Linked DNA regions of Gossypium hirsutum: region 2 is linked to region 1. Evidence: chromatin contacts called from public Hi-C data. All regions are on one chromosome and are shown on one strand. The core of a region is the stretch at or near the end of the contact, and the rest is flanking DNA. Distances in the headings are between cores, read along the strand shown.

Region 1 (7,055 bases), core at 2,010-4,509:
TGATAGCTTCATTATTTCCACTAAGTTTATAGCTATCTTCAATAGCGATTTCTTCATCCATTGGATTAGACACAAATGTATCAGACTTCTCCTGTGAAACATGGTCTTTGACTTCGTCTTCCTTATCAACAATTATTTCTTTAGAAGCTAAGGTCTCCAATTGAGGTAAATTCACTCTCGTATGATCTTTAAAACCTTCAAGCTTGATTTCAGCATCATCTACAACAGGAATATCATCAGGACTGCAGAGCACATAACCACTTTCTTTTTTTTTTTCCTTTTTTTCATTGACCTCATTTGAATCGACATCAATGGAAGAGTCTGTACCGTGTGCTGCATCAGTCTGTAATTCAAAGGTACCCGTAGACACATTCTTATAATTTGTAGATTCAGCTTTGGACGAAAGATCATCAATGACCATGTTGAGAGCCAAATTGTCACTATTTTCCTCTAATTCCACAATTTTGTCAGCCAAAACAGTCTCTGAAATTAAATCCTCAGCATTTTCGGATTTCAGACCTGCATCCATTAAATTTTCTTCAAAACTAATTCCAGGGTTTCCCTTTCCATCAGTCTCATGCTCACCGTTTCCACTCATGCATGTCTTAGAAGACATATCTGAAGTTTCGTCCAGTCTCGTTTCCGAGATAGATTCTGTTTCAGATATTTTGCCAGCATGTTTGCTAGGCAAAACCAAGGCACTCGATAGGTTTTCGTTAAACTTGCTTCCTTCGTTCTCATTGGCATCAGTTGCTTGCCCAACAGAGCAAGCTGCTACACTAACACCAGCATTGACTTTCCTACTCTCTTCAGAGATACCCTTTAGTGTTTCCGTTTCGATTGAGACCACATCACTAGCAGAGCTGTTTTTATCCTCGGAATCTTTACTATAGCTCAAACCAACATCATGGTGCCCGGATGTGCCCACTGGCAGAACAGGCATGCTTTTTGGAACAGGATTTTCATTTTGGCTTCCATCAACTGAATTCCGTGGTGATTGAAGGATATCTGCATATGTAAATGAAACCAAATTGTTAAAACTAGATCAAAAGTAATGTTGTATTACCACCTCAACCGATACCCAAAAATCACTTTGAACTTGATCAGAATTTCATTTCTTTTATATCTGTGCTACAGTTTGGCAAGTTTAGCTCATTATATGCTCGGTTGTGAGGACATTGGTATGTAGGGGTGAGTATTTGGTTTTATCAATCAGTTTGGTCGGTTTTTTGAACTTAACCAACAACCTTCAATGTTAATCGAACAGACCGAATAACTTAATTTTTTTATATATTATAGAAATAAATAAAAATGATATATATATTAATTCGGCTAAGTTGATTGGTTTAGGTATGAATTTTAATAACCGATAACTCACTAACCTAACCATCTTAACTGTGAGACCATAACCGCCGACTTAACAGAATGGGTCAATTAGGTCTATTATAACCGATTTTTGCTCACCCTATTGGTATGTATCTAACATGAGTATTCAACTTCTTTCCAAGATCTCTACGTATTTGGAGGATTCTTGGAACATCATATCCCATACTCATTTCCAGATATACATCAGCCATGGATTCTTTGAGAAAATTAAAAAATTCAAACAACTTAGCCTTAATCACACAAAGCAGTAAATTCTAATGCAAAACTTTATGATAAGTAGACGTAAACTGGTTCAGAAAAAACCGCAATCCAAACTGAATTAAAGTACGAGCAACTTCTTCTAGACATGGTTAAATCGGATATACATACTTACATCAGGCACATAACCATACCTAACGCTTCTCCGAATAACGAGCAAAACATTACTAATAAAATAATATGAGTATTAGCCTACATAGTATCGACATTGTTCGCAATAGATTCGAGCATTTATCCGAATATGGATACTTCAAATTTTCTTTGTGTGATATATGCATTGACACATGTATATAAAGGGGTCACATTTAAAAATACTCTAGTATCGAGACATGGGCATAAAGGAGTAACTTCCAAAATTCCTCCATCCGACACTTGTAGCCAAATCCAAGTCCAACATCAAAAAGTGGTAATAGAGATTTATTGTGAATTACCGAAATCTTCACAATCTTTGAAAGAAATGGCGGAAGCAAGATCCTTGTCGGCTTGGCTGACAATATCCGTACTCCAACCTAATTCGCCATCATGAAATTCCGTTGCCGCATCCGAAAATACTTCTATTTCTGATCTATTCGACATTGCTCCGACTCCTCTGATACTTTTCTCCCAACCACGCCTTTCCATAATCTTCGCCTCAACTGGATTCACCAAAATCCGTACATTCAATTAGGAATGACAACAAAAATGGAGAAAATCGAAATCGGTTTCTGAGGAAAAAAAATCGTCAATCGGAAGTATTGAGAAAATATATAATCAGAATTTTTTTAAAAAAAAACCATAAAAATGAAGGAAAGATATTCTTTAGTTTAGAAACCAGAGGGAAAAGAAAAACAACACATACATACATACATACATACATACATACATACATACTTTAGTTTTTATTTTCATGGATGATGGATATATCATCATTTTCTAGGCTGGTTAAAGTTGTTTGACTTTTTTTTTTCGGGAAAACATTACCAACTTTCTGGACTTTCTTGTTTCTTATGAAAGAAACTAGAATAACTTTTTCTTCAATCTGCCATTAATTTCACTTCATTTCCATTGAAAAAATTATTTATATAAAAGAAACAAGAAAGCCCAGAAAGTTGGTAATCTTTTTCCAGGACAAAAAAAAGTCAAACAACTTTAACCAGCCTAGAAAATGATGATATATCCATCATCCATGAAAACAAAAACAAAAGTTTTTATACATATATTGTAATAAACAAGAAAACACGGGAAAGACAAACAGACAACTTCAACAAGCCCAGAAAATTATTAAATAAAAAATAAAAATCATTAAAAATTTTGAAGAAAAAAAAGGAAAGGAAAAAAGAAAAACCTGAGGATCGATTCTTTCCATGGCCTTGATTATCCATAACAAAAGAGATGAAGAAGAAGCAAAAAGTAGAGAGTGTTTAGATATGAGAAAATACAGAGAAACAGTGAGGAAGAAAAAGAGAGAAGAAATTGATTTTAAGGCAAGAAGAGAGGAGATTGACTTATTAATGAAAGTTGTATGAAGTAAGTAATGTGAAAGTGAATACATAATCCAATCCCATTTCAGTTGAATGCATCTCATTTTACAAAAAAAATGAGTTGGGTTCTTTTTTTGGCCAATCCAAATATTAAAATAATAATATTAGAATGTAATGATTGAAAATATAGTAGGTTTTGTGGTAAAAGTAGTATAGTAGTCTATCCTATATTTCATTTGGGATTTTTTATTGAAAAAAATGGCAAATGGATTGCATACATCTGATGAAAAGATATCGTCAAAATTGTACTTTTAAAGTTTTGAACTCAAAAGTGGACCTTTTTATTGAAGAACGAAATAAAAAAAATTTTAAAAAATTTATAATTATAAAAAAACACTAAAACAAATCCTTTAATTCGATCGACAGTTGTTAAAATAAAATTATTAATAATAATGGATAGAGAGCAATCAGATAAGAAATTGTACTTTAAAGTTAAATGCTTATTTGGGGGTTACATCTTTATTAAATTTAATCCATACTCTCAACATTTCAACTAACATGTCACTCTTGTGCATTTTTATTTTTAGAATTTTCATTGAATAATGAAAAACTTTTGTAATTCTTTTTTATCACTATTTATTTATGATTTTTTTCAAAATTTTAATAATTTATAAGTTATCTGTTGATTCTGTTTTATATAAGATAGAATAGTAAAGATTGAGGGTCAATATATTTTAAATAAAAAAATAAGGGCCAATTGAATAAAAATGTCAATAAACTAAATTTATTATTATTCTTTATATATAAAATGCCAAAATCAGCATTTAAAAATTTAATTTAATTGATGAATTATATTACTCCATCTAAAATATAAAGATTAATTTATGAAGGAGGGAGTAGAGAGACTCTAATGGTTTCATAAAATATATATGTATAAAAATAGATAGTTTGAGTGAAACTAATATTTTTAACCTACTTGAATATATGCGCGCTTGAAATATATATATATAATTTCAACCCGAATATGTGAGTTTGAAAACCGAAAATTTTATATTAAAAAAATTCATCTAAATCTATGAGCTAGACTGAGATACATGAATTTATTAATTTGATAGCAAAACGGGAATTTAATTAATCTAAAATTAAATGGAGTGTAATAATTGAAGAGTGTGAAGTGAAAGATGTAAGGTAGTAGCTGTAGCAGGTGATTAAAACTATGGTTGCACGTGGACCTACCCATTCTTTGACTGACGTCTCCTTTTCCCACGCGGGGTCAGACGAAAGAAAATTGGGTAAACTATACTACAAGTCATCCAACTATGGGCTATTTTCTATTTTAATCATTCAATTATTAATTTTTTAAAATTGATCACGCAATTATAAATTTATTTTTTTCTCACCCAATTATAACTTTTCTAAAATTGGTTATCCAACTAATAAGATTGTTTTTATTATCCATTTTTGTTAATTGCAAGGTGACATGGTAATTAAAAAATTAGTATAATAATAAATTTAGCTTTTAATTTTTACATATTATATCAATTTAGTCATAATTTCAAAAAATAATCCTCAAAATTTACAAATGATGAATCCTAATTCTAAAAAAAATAAAGATACATAAATATTTTCAAAAAAAATAAATTTAAACAGATTAAAAAAGAACCCAAAAATGAAAAACGAATCCATTGTTAGAGATTAACAGACAAAAACAATTCATTTATTAAAAACAACAACACTTTCCAAGTGAAAATGGCTCAAGCTTTTTCAAATCTAAGCTTCTCTTGGGATAATGTGGGAGAAATGGGGAGAGAGGAAGAGCGTAGGGAGAAATGGAAAGGGTTTTTTTTTTTTTTTTTGGGTTCCCCGTCCTTAGCCTTAGGTTTCTTATTATATAATTTCAACATAATTAACAGAGTTTTCAGAAACCATCACATGAAAATTTCATTCTTTAATGGAAACAGTCGACAGCATTAATCTTAGAACTAAGATTCGATATAAGACTTAAATTACAAAATTTGGTGAAATACAGGCAGCACAGATAATGTTTATTGCACAGATTTCAACTTCCATATCCATGTTGTAGACAATTCAATGCTCTTTGAACAACATTGTTTCCCTACTGATCTTTCGCCACCAAAACCAAACCATCCATCCCGGAGGATTGCAAGCATTGCTCGACCAGATGACTTCATTGCAGGGTTTTGGAGTCCTACCACACTTTCCCTGTGGGATCTTGTGCTAGGAATGCCACATATCAAATTCAGCAGGACCTTTGATTCGGGTGATGAATTCCTTCTAACACTTGAATTTGTTGTTGGATTCTGAGTATGATTTCTAATTTCTTTTGGAAGTAGGATTTTCAACTTCTCCTAACAACGGGATTAGTCTGAATTATAGTCCCCAAAATTCGCTATGTTGCTATTTTTAGCATAATTATAAAATTTTATATAAATTAATTTAGAGATAGGTTATAATGGGTTATATCCTTTTTATAATATAATATAAACCCTTTTTTTCGAATAATCTCATTATAGGTTCTGATTTTTTTTTACACAATACTTAGAACTACTCATAATTAGGAGTATGCAAATTTCGGGTAAAACCAAATTAATTCGGTTAACTGATCGAATTCAGTTAATCGGTCGGTTAACCGAATTAATTCGATCGGGGTTGGTTAATAATTTTTTGGAAGTTTAATTAATGGTTAATTAACCGAAAATTTATATTTTTTATATACATTTTACATATATTAAATTCGGTTAATTCAGTTAATTTTTTATATGTTTTATACATATTTTAACCAAAAAAAATAAAAAATAAATAAATTTTGGTTAATTCAGTTAACCGACCGAATTAACCGAAAAAGTTCGGTTCGGATAATTTTTTTGAAAATTTGTTGGTTTGGTTAACAGTTAAAGGTTTAAAAGGGTTGGTTAATGATAGTTCGATTCGGTTAACCGATCAGTTAACCAATTGAACACCCGTACCCATAATCACTTAAAAATAAGTTTTACAAATTGTCCAAAACTTTTATAACACTTCTTATAAATAATATAATTTTTTGTTATAATTTTAGAAAGTTACTTTTTATAAATAAATTATGATAAAAAAAAGCTATAACATTTTTTACGAATAAATATATTATTTTTATAATATATAATATAGACACATAAATAAGTTATATCAGATTTCTTAACTGTAACTTTTTTATAAATAAATATTTTATAATACTTTTATAACATGTAAATTATTTTTTAATAAACTTTTTTGTCATAACTTTAGAAATTTTTTAAGATTTAAATAATAAAGTTTTTGTTATAACTTTACAAAACATACACATTATTTTTTAGTTCGAGTTGCTTGATTTCCATAAAAGTATCACACAGTTTTTTGTATTAGAAGTTAAATTGTATTTTGTCCTTTTTATTAAAAAACAAAAAAAATTAGTCATTACACAGTAGTTCAAAGAGTAAATTGTTCTTCTTCTTCTTCTTTTGTTAAAAGTTTCATCAATTTTTACAATTAAAAATTTGTGTAGCTAACGGGATAACTAGACAATTATATGCGACATGTCTTCTATACCTCGTGCTGATATACAAGACCGATTTTTAATAGTAAAAATATTTTTTTTACAAAAAGATTAATTTACTTTTTTTATTTAATGTATATAAACTAATACTTATTTTTTAAATGAAAAAACAAAATACAACCTAACTCGTCGTATAGTAGTTTTAGTTTTGATTTTGATAGAAAAAACAAGTTAGAGAAAATAATTTTTTTGAAATTAAACTACACAGATTGGGCTTTATTAATAAATTCAAAAGTACATAAATAATTACCTAGAGAAAAAGAAAGGCCCGAATATGAGACTTGGCCCGGCATCAAAATAAAAAAAGAAACGATAAAAACTAAGAACAGCAAACCAAATCCTAATTCAGCCTAGAAAATCAA
Region 2 (7,055 bases), core at 3,145-5,644, 350 kb before region 1:
TAGGGAGGAAGAAGATAATATGTTTCTTTCTTCCTCCACTAACTTAAAAATAACATATAATATGCATTTTCTTTTTATTTTAAAATTTAACTAAACAATTATTTTTTTATTAAAACAAAACAATTAACCTTGTTACAATCGTCCACTATACTTTTCATAGTGGTATAATTGCTATTTAAGGCCCCCTTCCTAAGTTCTAATTGAAGTTTCTTTAGTAAATTACACTTTTATCATTTTTATGATTTAGTCCATATACCTTATTTAATCCCTAATTCGATAAAATTACTCGACTGAATTTCAATTCACTTATAATATAACTCTGTAAACATTTAACAATTTCTGGTTTATGGAAACAGGGTTTCGAAACCACACTTTTCGACACCATTGACTTTTGGGTTGTTACAAAGTATAGATAACGACAACCTTAGTTAATATTTCTAGAGTTTGCCGTCCACCTCTTTTAACATGAAGGGGTTTTGGGCCTCTCCAATATCGGGTCCAATTATATGTAATTCCTAGGATTTTAACCCAATTCTTTATAATTTCATCTAACCCAATATTTGTTTTTCTATTTCCCAAAATAAACTTCTCAATATATTTCCAATTAAACGATCTTCTCAACCCAATTCTAATCCCATTAAAATCATGACAACTTTACTGTAAAAGAATCTATGAAAAAATATATTTACTATTTCTACATTCAACAGTTCACAATAACTAAATGATTTATTTCCATTTTCGAACTTCATTTAATTCGAAAAACATAAATTCATTTCCAGGTCATTTTTCATTTTCATTTAGGAGAAAATCACATTCATTTCTAAATGTTTCCCATTTCTCCATTTTCATCATTTTAATTCATTTCTGTTCATTTGATTCAACATGCAATTCATTTCTAGTTTCAGTGAGTTAATGAAATGATCGATTAGACATATGTGATCGAGGCTTAAATGATTTATAATTAAGTTTCATCTTTTCGCCTATTAATTAGAAACTCATTTAGTCACAAAGTCATTTCACTATAATATTGTGACTGAGCTCTCCCCAACATCATATCATTACAAAAGAACCTCAATCAGTGGTTGTCCAATGACCTTGTTATAAGTGTGTTATCCTCATAGAATGAGGAATACTTACCTATTTTTGCTAGGTTTTCACTTCCTTTGCTTAACTTTTCTTCCTTTTGACTCTTTTGCACTTCTTTTCCTTTGTCCATAACACTTTTATCATTTTCTTTCTCTTTCTCTTCATGAACACAACATAAACATAATCAATATTCATGCTATAAATCATTATCTCTTTGTTTCTACTTCAATAAACACAATATTCACAAGAGAATACTTGGTCTTTTACCTTATCACCTTGATTTCTCACATTTTCTTAACTTCCTCTCACGTTCACCCATGAGCTCATGAATTCCATACTGAAAACTAAAATTTTGATGTTGTTAGGGACTTGATTTCATTTAAAAATTTCCTTAGAAATCAAAGATTTTGGGTGGAGACTTATAGTTCTCATGGAGGAGGACCAAATTGTAAGAAAACGAAACTTTCCTATTTACTTTAATAATTATTTAATACAATAATATAAAATATCTTATAATAATTTCAATCAATTGGCCCTTTGACTCATGTTGAATGTTAATTTTTTAACGAATTTGCTAACATGGCTGTTAACGGTTGTTGAGTTAGCCAATGGGTGCTAGTGTGGTAATTTGCATCAACATCGATTGCTATCATGGCATTGCCACCCTAGCAAAAAATAAAAAAAAATCAAAATTTTTTGAAAAATAAAAAAAATATTTTGACATTCTAAAAAATTAAAAATTTATAAAAAGTCAAAAATTTATAATAAAAAATAAAATTATTATAAAATATAAATAATTTAAAATTTTAAAAATTATAAAAGGAGTACAGCGATATTTTTAATTTATACTTTAAAAATATTGAATTTAATTGAAGAGAGTTTCATTAGATTGAAAATTTCGAGTTGTAGCCTTTATGAAAGGGATTGAACTTTCATTACTTGAATTTTTTTTTTAAATTTCTTAGTTGTTTTACTTAGTTTGAATTCTTGCGATTTCCATGGTCTTTCACAACTTTTTATTTTTTATTTTTTTAACATTAATTTTAGTATAGGTTCTTATCATATATATACTTTTATACAATGTTTACAGCCTCTGCCAACCCTTAAATAGGAAGATAATGTATTTCAGCGCACTTTAACCCACGTTCTCTTTTATTGACAATAATACCGATGCCAATCGAATTAAAACTTGATTAACATAAGATAACAATTTTAAATTTTTTATTTTGAAACAAATAAATTTATTTTTTTTAGTTTAGACTTAAAACTTAATATATATTTATTAAAAGTAAAAAATTAAGCCGATTGAGTCTTAACTCGATTGGCATAGGCATTGTTGTTAATATAGATGTGAGTTTGAGTGCGCTAAAACGTATTATAATCCTATTTATGAGTTAGGGAGGGGCTATGCCTAGTTTAAGACATTGTGTAAAAAAGAACAAATATGATCAAAACCTATAATAAAACTGTTCAATATATATATCAATGACAATTTGTAAATATCTCGAGACGGGGTGGGATTGATTGACCTCAAACCCAATCCCTACTCGACCTGACTATTTTTCTAATTTCAACCGACATGACTCGTGTTCAACCTGATTTTTTCAAAAAAAAAAAATTCTAACTCTAACGAATCAAAAACTCATCGAATTCAGTTTTTTTGTTTTTTGTTTTGCTATCCTATGGATGATAGTATGTAACTTTTAAAATATTAGAATTTAAATTCGGTCATTATATTGTAATTTTCATTATATGATTATTATTCTAATATCATTACTCCAATCTTCATATAATATTTAATAGATAGATGCAACCTATTAAATACTTCAAAGTATTTGATAATTTTCATTATACCATTTTTATAATTTTTATATGTTTTCTTATAATTTTTAATTACTTTTATTTTTAAGGGAATTTTTAATAATTTTGAAATTTTAAAATAATTTTTACTTTTTTCTAATAATTTCTATAAATTTTCTTAGGCTTATGGTAGAAAAGGGCTTTGAAGAATTAAAAAAAAATCAATTAACCCTTTTAAGTTTTTGCATTCAATTGAGTTCCTAAACTTACAAACTTGATTAAATTGACCTTTTGACTAACTTTGACTGTTAATTTCTAACGGAGTCTTTACGTGACCATTTATGGCTGCTAAGCTAGCCAACATGTACTAACGTGATGGTCCACTTTAGTATCAATGCCACATCAGTAAAAAAAATCAAAATTTTCAAAAAAAAATATTAAATTTCAAGTTCAGAAAGAATCTAGACAAATGATTGTCAGATAAATTTGGATACCCATTTATCCATATTCATTTTGAAATTATAAAAAATCATAAAAATTATAAAAATTCAATATTGATAATATTTATAAAAATAATTATAAAAATGATAAAAATATAAAATTTTATAAAAATCGTATAATGATTTTTTTTATAAATTTTAAAATTTTATAAACGTATATTTTTTTTCTATTTTTATAATTTTTAATTATTTTTATTTTAAGGAAATTTTTTTACAAAATTTGGATTTTTTTATAATTTACTAATTGATCAATATTTTTTAATAGTTTTTTAAAATTTTGGTTTTTGTAATTTTTATAACATCAATGAAAGAGCTGAATTTGTCAATTTTGTAAGTTTAGGGGTTCAATTGGATGTAAAAAGTTAGGAGGGACTTTTTTGATTTTTTGAAATTCTTCGAGTCCCTTTTATACCATTAAGCCATTCTTATGGGTTTTTTTTTTTTAATTTTAGAATGAACATGGACAACCATTTGTTTTTACTTGAATTTTCAAAATATTTTTTTTTTAAATTTTATTTTTTTTGTATTTTTTGTTGATGTGGTACTACCACATCATCAATGGTGTTAATGTGGATCAATTTTATAAGTTTAGGGTTCAATTGAGTGCATAAAATTGAAATGATTGGTTTTTAAATAGAATTTTTGGACTATTCCATATATTTTTATAGTTGAATAGTAAAAAAACAAAGTTACTTTTACCGAATGCTTTTTATCTTACTCGAGTTTGAATATAAAATGTCGATTCCAAATTATATTGTTTTTCATTTAGATATTTAAAGTTTTTTTATTCAAAAGTAGAATTTAAAATGTTAATTTTATCTCAAAAAGTGTATAATGTCTAAGAGCATGTTACCCTATCATGTTTTTATTGAATGATATCCTATTTTGATGAAATTAATAGCTTATGTATGACTTTTTTTTTTGTTTTTTTAAATAGTTTTAATTTAAGTGAATACGAAAATAAAAGAATTCTAAGATAAAAATCCAAATAAATCGTCACAGTATATAATACGCAAAGCTGACAATGCTAATCCCTCCCTAAACCTACATCCTTCTTTCCTTTCAAGATGCGCGGTCGCCATAACGGCCACCGTCCCTTCCGCCCCCCTGGCGGCCATCCTCCATCTCAACCACCATTCGAACCTTCAAATCCAAACTTCGCTCTCCAAGACCCCAACGTTCTCCAATTCCTCCAGGCCCTTATAACTCCAGTCCAACCAAACTTTGCTCTGCAACAAAGCCCTAACAATTTCTTCTTCCAAAACTCTAATGCTTATTCCCTTCCTCAAAACTCTATTATCCCCCAACCACAACCACAACAGGTCAATAACCCCAGCAGCAGCCAAAGTCAGCTCCACAACCATAGAGGCAGCGCCGCCTCTGGCCAAGTCCCGAAGGAAGTCCAGGAAAGAGCAAACCAGGCTGTGAACCAGGCGTGGCGTGAGCTTATTGCTACCGGAAATAGTGTTACGGCATGGAAAGTTTCGGAGGCAGCCTTGGTAGCCCTGCAGGCTGACTCATGGAGCTCGTTAGGATTGGACATGCAGGGGATTCCGTCTCTTCAAAGGCTTATGGCCATTGAAGGAAGGGTAATTACAATACACAGATGATATATCTTTTATATACATACATGCTTAATACATGTATTTTGCAATTTTAGTGGCTATAAGAATGTTGAAATCCTTTGATGGAATAGGGACATTTGGATGCTTTGCTTATTGTTGCTGGTAATGATTTTTATAAGATTAGGGTTCAAATCATACTTCTCAAAGAGATATAGAAAGCATGTTTGAACCAGAAAGCAAAGAATACTTCTGAAGAGTCAAAAGATATGATGCCAATAATCTTTGCAGAATGAAATGCATGTTTTTCTTTGGATTAGAATAGTTATGCCAGAAGGGGTATAGCATTTTAATATTTTGATCCTTTTTTTATTATTTTTAATCAGTTAAAATCTTGCATTTTTACAATTTTCTTTTGTTTAATTACAAGCAAGCAACTGTGGAAACGTAAGTAGCAGACACGCTAAACAAAGCCTTAAGGCTGGTTTTTTTTTTTTTGTATTCTGAGAGTTGAAGACATTCATTAGAAAGTTGGAATTACTGACTTAAATAACTGGTGTTTCTTAGTTTTTCCTTTCAAGGGGACAGGCAGGGCATATTTCGCTATCTACATGGAAAGGAGCTTTTCATGTGTAGTAGACAAATTGAAATTTTCTACTGCCCATTTTTTATCGGTGCAAGATGCCAAATGAAGGCTAAATTATATATTATTTGAAACATAATGGTTATTTTTCTTTCTTTTTTTATTCTTTTTCTAATTTCTTGCTTTCTTCATCTATTTTCTAGGTAAATGCATTTATCCAATGTTTTGCTGGAGTACGAAGAATTACTACATTGTATGAGTTGGAGCTGGCAATATGTGAGAATGAGGGTGTTAGGACATATGAGAAGCTGGAGCTTGGCCCTTTGCTTCGTCATCCACTTATCTTGCGTTATTTTTCAGTTAAAAATTGTACAGAAGTGTTTAAAATAACAAGTGAGGACATAATTGCTCACATCCATGAATTCATTGACGGCCACAAAAATCAAGAAATTCTTATTGATGAATTTCTGGAGTTTGTTGCTGATAAGCAAGCTGCCACAAGCAAGGAAAAGCTTGGTGTGCGTATTCGGAGCTTGGCGTATGTATTCCATATCTCTGTACTTCCTTTAACTAGAAAGAAAGAAGTAGGAAAAGTCTGATGCACTGATAGAAACCAGTGCCTTGAGAACTTCATAGAACAGTTTCGAACAAACATGGCTAATTTTGATTTTGGTATTTGCTTTTAGGGATGTGGCGTTGTTTTCTCAAAAATTAGTTTATAATGCTTATAGATTACAACCTCCAATGTCTTGGTTGTTGCTTCAAAGGCACATTTTAGATAATTATGACCTGATAAAATTTTCATTAATACAGTAATAAAATAATTTATCGTTATCCTTAACAGAAGCGGAGTTGGCTTTTTTTTCTTCATAGCTTACAAATCTATTACACTTTAAGAACTTTCTTCTTAAATTAAAAACCTAATGTTACTTTCATGGTTTGTTTCTTTTTTCTTTCTATATGACATCCTATAATTTGTTTATTGCATGATTAATTTTATGTTACTCTCTGTATGATATCCTTTTGGTGAATTGTTACATGTTTTGTTTCTTTCCAGTTTCTATCTGATATCCTATAATCTTTTTCTAAGGCTTAATTGGGCATTAACATCATTCATTTGAATACATTACCTTATGAAGTCAACTTCTGATAGCCTACCACATCTTATAGTGTCATATTCACTGACCACATCCTAATTTGACAGCAAATCTGATATTATAGTATATTGAAATTGTTACTGTTGTGATCATAGGATGTATACTAGTTTTATCAAGAAGGCTGAGGGAAAGAGAGACTTTGAGGTAAAGAAATGCCAAAAGGGGCTGAAGCTAAGAAAACATTGCAAGGGTCTTAAGCTAAAAGAACGATATATGAACATATCACAGCAAGTTGAGTCATTTATGTCAGTACACAAGGATTTTTGTGGCAAGCATATACGATTTGATTCCTCAAGCACAGAGGAGGAAGATGCCAGTGACAGTGCTCATGAACATGAAAGGAATGACAATGATGAAGGCAGTGACT

The links. A called contact is a pair of places that touch in the nucleus more often than the background predicts.
Region 2: a Hi-C map of leaf shows a contact between it and region 1, with 2.0 times the contacts expected there. The contact joins the promoter of LOC107910596 here to the promoter of LOC107910181 in region 1. A contact is called at or near these places in 2 of 34 Hi-C or Micro-C datasets (both in leaf).

Annotation. Positions count from the first base shown.
Region 1 is chrD02:36,990,897-36,997,951 of Gossypium_hirsutum_v2.1, reverse strand. It overlaps LOC107910181, which reads right to left and starts at 3,259. Exons shown (of 4, transcript XM_016837960.2): 1 at 2,969-3,259; 2 at 2,076-2,279; 3 at 1-1,008. The coding sequence starts at 3,005. LOC107910180 (a long non-coding RNA gene) reads left to right here and starts at 7,026. Exons shown (of 4, transcript XR_001687516.2): 1 at 7,026-7,055.
Region 2 is chrD02:37,338,727-37,345,781 of Gossypium_hirsutum_v2.1, reverse strand. LOC107910596 (protein NO VEIN) reads left to right here and starts at 4,394. Exons shown (of 13, transcript XM_016838482.2): 1 at 4,394-4,975; 2 at 5,735-6,069; 3 at 6,784-7,055. The coding sequence starts at 4,454.